2 separate regions of the Mus musculus genome follow, and region 2 is linked to region 1. A link is a contact called in public promoter capture Hi-C data. All regions are on one chromosome and are shown on one strand. The core of a region is the stretch at or near the end of the contact, and the rest is flanking DNA. Distances in the headings are between cores, read along the strand shown. Region 1 overlaps Atg7 (autophagy related 7). Region 2 overlaps Atg7 (autophagy related 7).

Region 1 (3,104 bases), core at 353-2,852:
TCTTTGCTGGGACAACTCCCTTCTATCTCTTAGAGACCTTTATCAGGAGCAACACCCACCTCGTTGCCCTGGAACTCACAGGCTAGAATGGCTGACTAGTGAGCCCCAGGCCTCTTCTCGTCTTTGCGACCCAGCACTAAGCCCAGCATTTATTTTTACATTATTTTTTACTAGGCAGATGGGGTGTGAAAGTGTATCATGCCATGCACAAGGAGGTCAGAGGACAATTTGTGGGAATTGGTTCTTTCCTTCTACCTTGTAGGTTCTGGGACTGAATGAATGAGGTCGTTGGGCTTGGTGGCAAGCACCTTCCCACTGCTGAGCCACCTTGCTGGGTGGTGTCCAGTATTTTCACATGGGTTCTGGAGTGCAAACTCTGGTCTTCATGCCCTTTGCTAAGTGATCTTCCCAGATCCCTTTACAAAACCTCATAATTGGCCAATGGGAAGTGTTCTCCCTTGATGCTCATTCTTCCAAGCATTAAGCATCTTTCTATACACATCAAGCATACGCTATACATTGTATGCAGCCATCCAATGACAACTGCCATACCATCTACAGTAGGATCTGTGTGAAAAGACCTTTTCAGAATCTTTATTCTTTCCTCTCTTAAGCTAACCAACAACCTGTGTTTGGATACTCATTTGCTACTGATCTCCTTCCAATATAAGCTAAACACTTAATGTAAGGGGAGACAGGCCGAGGAGCCACAGCAGTGCAAAGGCCTGCACTCAGGCCTGCAGAATCAGATGTCCATAGCTCCCTCCCCAAGATCAGGCCCAACTCACTTTCCCCTGACTGTTCTCTGGTGACCTGCTGAGGTGGATCCCACAAATTTAAAAACAAACAAAAAAGCCTCTATAGCTTTAAGGGCTGGGAAGGTCACCATGAGTGACCACTTAGAATGTCGTTTACACCTCTGTAAAGCTAGGGAAGTACTAGGGAAAACAAACAAACCCCAAAGGCAATAAGAGGCATGCTAAAAGAGCATAAAAAGCACGTGGTTCAAACTTTTTATGGCTTATGCGGCTTTGAGAAAATCTGGTCAGAATAGAAGATCCTATTGACTTCACAGAGGGTGTGGCCGGGTTTCACTTTGTGACAGGAGGGTGGAACACCCACAGTAACCCAACAAAGGAATTTGCTATAAGCATCTAGGACAGGCTAGACTTCTGAGGAATCTAACAGCATGAAATCTAACCATGCATAAGATGGATGGGAAGAGCAGGGGACCTAGAGGAGGAACAAGTGCACCCAGGGGTGGAGTCAGTCTTGCCTCTCCCTGGCTCTCATTCCTCCTGAAGAGCTAGGCTCTGCAGCTCTGAGTAGAGCAGGAGAGACCTCAGCCTCTTGTCATCTTAGAAGCTGAACACACCTATACCTGGGCACTGTGATCAGACAAGGGCCTGATGCTGAGTGTGGGTCAAACCCAAGTCTCCCGATGGGACTGTGTTGCTTCTAGTGAAAGAAGACAGGCTTTGATGAGGGCTTGGCATGTAACAGAAAAGAATCCCAGCAGCCAAACCACAGCTAAGATGAAAGGAAATGACAGCATGGTTGGGCAACAACCTCCCAGGGCTTCATCTGCCACAGAGTCCTGGTGCTAATCTATCAACAGAGCCACACCCAGTGACTTACATGTGGGAGCACAGATGTCACAGCATGACACTTATCCAAAGCTTATGACCTAACTTACCAAGAGAAAGAAACTGGGGAGGTGAGATGGGAATAAGGAGCGGGGCGGGGAAGGCTAAGGCACAGGGGGTAGGAGGTAGGAGACAGGAAAAGGAGGCAGTAAGTGGAGGACAAGAGGTGGGGGATCGGGAGTCAAGGGAAAAGGGACAGGGAGTAGGAAGCAGGGGCCAGGGACTAGAGGTGGGGGCCTGGGCAGGAGGAGAACTGTAAGCAGGATGCAGAAGGATAAGGAGGAAGTTGAGGGTGGGGGTAGGTGGCAGGGGTGGTGAGCAGAAAGCAGGGGGCAGGAGGCTGGAGAGTAAGAAGTGGAAGGCCAGGGGTCAGGGGTCAGCTACTAACAGAGACACTGTATCATCTCTGAATCTTTCTAACTTGGTATTATGTATCTGTAACAGCAATACAGAAATAAGGAAATTGAGAGCAGGTTTCTTTCTGTCCAAACTGACTGTCTGTATGGACAGGCTTGAGGATGGTTTGGCAGGGCAGGAGTTACCCAGCACTGTCAGAGCTATCCCTGCTGATTACGTCAGCACCTCCTGGCCCTGTGCTCCACTGATAGGAGAAGAAAAAAAGGCTTTGGCAATTGTGTCAGATATGAGGAGAATTGTGTACATATTTTTAAAGATGGAAACTGTTGGGGCTGTTCTTGGTTGTCAACTTGAATTAACTAAAACCCAAGCAGCTGGGTAGGTACACCTGTGACTGATTTCTCTTAATTAAATCATTAAAATAGGAAGATCCACCCTAAATCTAGGCCACACCTTCGGTGGCTGCCTATATAGTGGACATGGAAGGAGGAAGCCCTTGCTCTCTGCCTGCTTGCCCTGGCTCTCACTGGCCAGTCTACTCTTCACTGGCCTTACAGCCTACTTCTTTGGGATTCCAGAGAATACTGAAGAAATATATACAATTGAAACATCATGGACTGAACTATTGAATTCTTAGACTTTCCATTGGTAGACAGCCATTGTTGGACTAGCTGGCCCATAGTCTAACCCACTGTCAATTGTACATATACGATAGATTCATCCTATCAGTTCTGATCCTCTAGAGCAGCGCGTCTCAACCTTCCTAATGCTGTGACACTTTAATACAGTTCCTCATGTAGTGATGACCCCCAACCATAAAATTAATTTTGTTGATTCTTCATAGCTGTAATTTTGCTACTGTTATGAATCATAATGTAAATATTTCTGGAGATAGAGGCTTGCCAAAGTGGTCACAACCCACAGGTTGAGAGAGAACTGTTCTAGAGAACCCTAACTAATATACTATATAAAGGATGTTGTAGAAATCTAATACAAATATTACCCCCAACAAAAGATTTTAAATACTGTTGATTTTAAAGACTGAAAAATTACTTAAAACTGAATCTAAGAGTTTTTTTTAGTTTTTATTTATACACATGT
Region 2 (3,104 bases), core at 224-2,723, 200 kb before region 1:
GGCCTGTTTTTTTTTCCTGGAAGAAGAAAAAAAAAAAGGTTTGGCAGGCCATCTTTTTTTTTTTTTTTTTTTTTTTTTTTTTGTACTTAAAAGTAGCCTTAAGAACAATAATAAAGTGCTCTTAAACCGAGGCTGTGTGGCTCTTGACTCCTAGGGTGGCATGTGGGCTGTGGGGCCCTGTGCCCAGGTAGGCCTGGCTACTTGTGGGGAGCCTTGCACAGATGGTAGGGCCGCTTGTTGCAGCATCTGTGTTAGGCCAAGGTCCTCTCTAGTCTCCCTTCCTGAGACCTGCTAAGCCAGCCGTGCATGGGCTTCTGTTCTGGACCTGAGACCCCAGTGAAGGTGCACAGGTGTGGGAGGGGAGCAGCTCATCTATTTAGGATGGGTGGCCACAGCTGCCAAGGGCCCACCCAGAGTGAAGAGGAAGACAAGCCTTGCCCCAGGAGCAACCCCGTGAGTGAGGGCACCTGACTAGGCCCAGCTGGACACACCCATCCTACAGAGCTCTTCCCTGCTTTTCAGTACAGGGCTGTGGCAGGAGCTTCTCCCATCCCTGGAACAGGGTGGCACACAGCATGCCCACAGCTGGGGGAGGGTGGCTTGGTGTGCCACTTGAACACTTGAGGCTACAAACTCAGCACTCACTGCTACCCAGGGCCCAGAGCAGGTGCCCTACCGGTGAGGCTCCTAGCACAGCCTTGTCTGATCTATGTTGGGTCCTGGGGTGTCCTTCAGCAACAGTGTGTGTGTGGGGGGGGGGAGATTAGTGCACATGGAAGGACCTGAGCCCCAGATCAGTGGCAATGCCAAGGTTATTATTGAGTTCAGAGCTGGTGAGATGGCACAGGAAAGGGTGCAACTGGGTGGCAGAGGGTACACCCTCGTCCTTGGAGATGTGGAGATCAGGACCAGGGAGGTGGCAGGGCCCAGATCACCAGTCCTGCGGTCCAGTCCTGCGCTGAGGGCCAGGTACTCCTGAGCTGTGGTTGCTTGCTTCAGACAGTCTCCTCGTCACTCATGTCCCAGATCTGTGTGGAAAAAAAGGCAGATACTCAACTGAGGGATTCTGCTGCCCCACGATGCCCACAGATGACATTTCCCAACTACAGTTGCTATGATAACAGAGGTATACACTCCCACAGGCACTGCGTATGCCTCCCAACATGGGGGAGGACTGATATACCCTGTCTCTTGTACAATGGGTCAAATCTCGAGTTTCTTCCTTTCACCAGGCCTCAAAGCCAGTGGGAGAACTGAATGTGAACAGGGAGCACCAGCCAGTCAGCCCCTCCCTGCATCCTCTGCCACATCCTTGGTGGACCCAGCCAGCCCCTGACTTGTAGCATGTACCACTGGCCCAGTCAGCTTGCCCAGCTGTACCCTGTGCTGGAGAAGCTGAGCTAGAGAGGGCGGGAGCTCTCAGGGACCTGGCAGGAGAGCACTTGCCATCCTGTGCTGCCTTACTGTCTACACTGAACTTTATGCCAGGTGCCAACAACACTCTGGGGCAAGGGAGCTGGCTGTCACTTAGAACAGCCCTTCTCCAGCAACCCCAGGTCACCTAGGCAGGATTACAGACCAGAGACTACCAGACCTTCCCTCTGTCCCTTAGTGTGTGTCTCTGGGGAGCCCTGGGTTATAAACTGGAGAGGGAACCCACTCTTGTAACACCCTGAGAAGGAGGTAGCTCTTTAGGCCAGTCCTCTGTCCCAGTAACTCTTGGCAAAAATCCTACGTTGAGGTGGCCTGAGGTCAACACAGCATAGCAGGTCCTAAGACTCTGGTGCCCTAAGCAGCTTAGGGCCCCTAGAGAGCTATGCCTTCAGAGCCTTCCAAAATTCCTGGAATGGGTTGCACAAGGGTGCCTCAGCCCTTGCAGAGCTAAGGGAAAGAACAGCTTGTTGGGAGGAGGTGATAGGTCTGGCCAAGTTACGTTCATAGCAATGCTGGCTGTCATGGATGTGGAAAGCAACCCAGAAAGTGACTTCTCTCCTGCAAGGGTGGCAGTGTCCCTCATACTGTCCCTCCATTTCTACACCTTGCCTCAGAGGAAAAAAAATTGCCACCTGTCCTGTGGGGCACTGTCTCTCTGGTCCTAGACCCCCACCAGACTGGAACCTGGGCTCATGGGTTAGGTGGCTTTGCTGTAAGCGGCCCTTGACCTGGTCTTTTGGATCTGAAGACAGTCTGAGACAGAGCCATCCAAGTTGCAGCATAATTCAGCTACTCATACTCCATACTCATACATATTCAATAAGCACATCTGCACCTATGACACAGGCTGTGTGCAGACCTGGAGCTAATAATCCTATTCTGTCTCACTCCTGCCAGTGGGGTAAGCGGGGAAACAGCTCAGAGAAGTAAAAGTTTGCCTGAGATCACATAGCCAAACTGGAGAGACCTTATGTAGGAAAGGCTTGGGTAGCTAGCGTGGAGGAAGGGAACGCTGAGGGGGGAGGGGGGACTGTGGGAGGAGGTATCAGAACAAAAGGAAGGAAGGAAAACTCTGGAATCTTCTGCCCAGCCTCTGGATGGGCAGGGAGAGCCTGTCATGGTTAGAGTGCTTGCTCCTGAACCAGATGCTTAGCTTGAAGGTTGACCAGGTGGGACTCTTGCTGCTGGCACTGTCTGGGCCGTAAAGAGGCTCCTTCAAGCCACCCAAAGGGTTTACTGTGAAACCATTGGGATTTTCCAGACCCATTTTCTAGGGCCAGTGAAGGGCTTCTCCACTAGTGCAGCCTGGCCACGCTCACTGTGGGGTTCACATGGTACCCAGGCTAGCACTGGCCTGAACAGGCTCCGGTCGCCTACTGCATGAATGAAGAATATGATGACTGGACAGAAGTTTGTTCAATGTTAATGCTTGGTATGGGCATAGGGCACTTAACAAGTTTCACCTGATAGCCCAGAATATCCTTGAACTCACAGCAATCCTCCTGCTTTAGCCTTCCAAGTGCTGGAGTTACAGGTATAATCCACCCTCCCGAGCTTCCATGTTTTATAAAGCTCTTAAAATGTCTGCTGGTTTGTGTTTTGTTGCCCTGACAAGAGTCAGACTGACTTGGGATGAAAAATATCCCTCCAATCAGAGGCAAGCCTAGGGG

Evidence for each region. Capture Hi-C pulls out chosen DNA fragments and counts their contacts.
Region 2: a promoter capture Hi-C map of adipose tissue shows a contact between it and region 1. The contact joins two enhancer-like sites. A contact is called at or near these places in 1 of 115 datasets of contacts at active chromatin or transcription factors (pancreatic cancer cells) and 2 of 9 other capture datasets (adipose tissue and pancreatic islet).

Annotation. Positions count from the first base shown.
Region 1 is chr6:114,658,594-114,661,697 of GRCm38.p6, reverse strand. All of the region lies in intron 1 of Atg7 (autophagy related 7), which reads right to left. Among named protein-coding and RNA genes, the nearest start is that of Atg7, 17 kb to the right of the region's middle. Within about 2 kb of position 1,602, at least 144 of the 459 cell types and tissues checked have an H3K27ac peak or open chromatin away from gene starts, as enhancers often do. A contact at or near this core is called in adipose tissue, where this site is marked.
Region 2 is chr6:114,856,915-114,860,018 of GRCm38.p6, reverse strand. Atg7 (autophagy related 7) reads right to left here. Exons shown (of 19, transcript NM_028835.5): 19 at 1-1,028. The coding sequence ends at 996. Among named protein-coding and RNA genes, the nearest start is that of Vgll4, 63 kb to the left of the region's middle. Within about 2 kb of position 1,473, at least 20 of the 459 cell types and tissues checked have an H3K27ac peak or open chromatin away from gene starts, as enhancers often do. A contact at or near this core is called in adipose tissue, where this site is marked.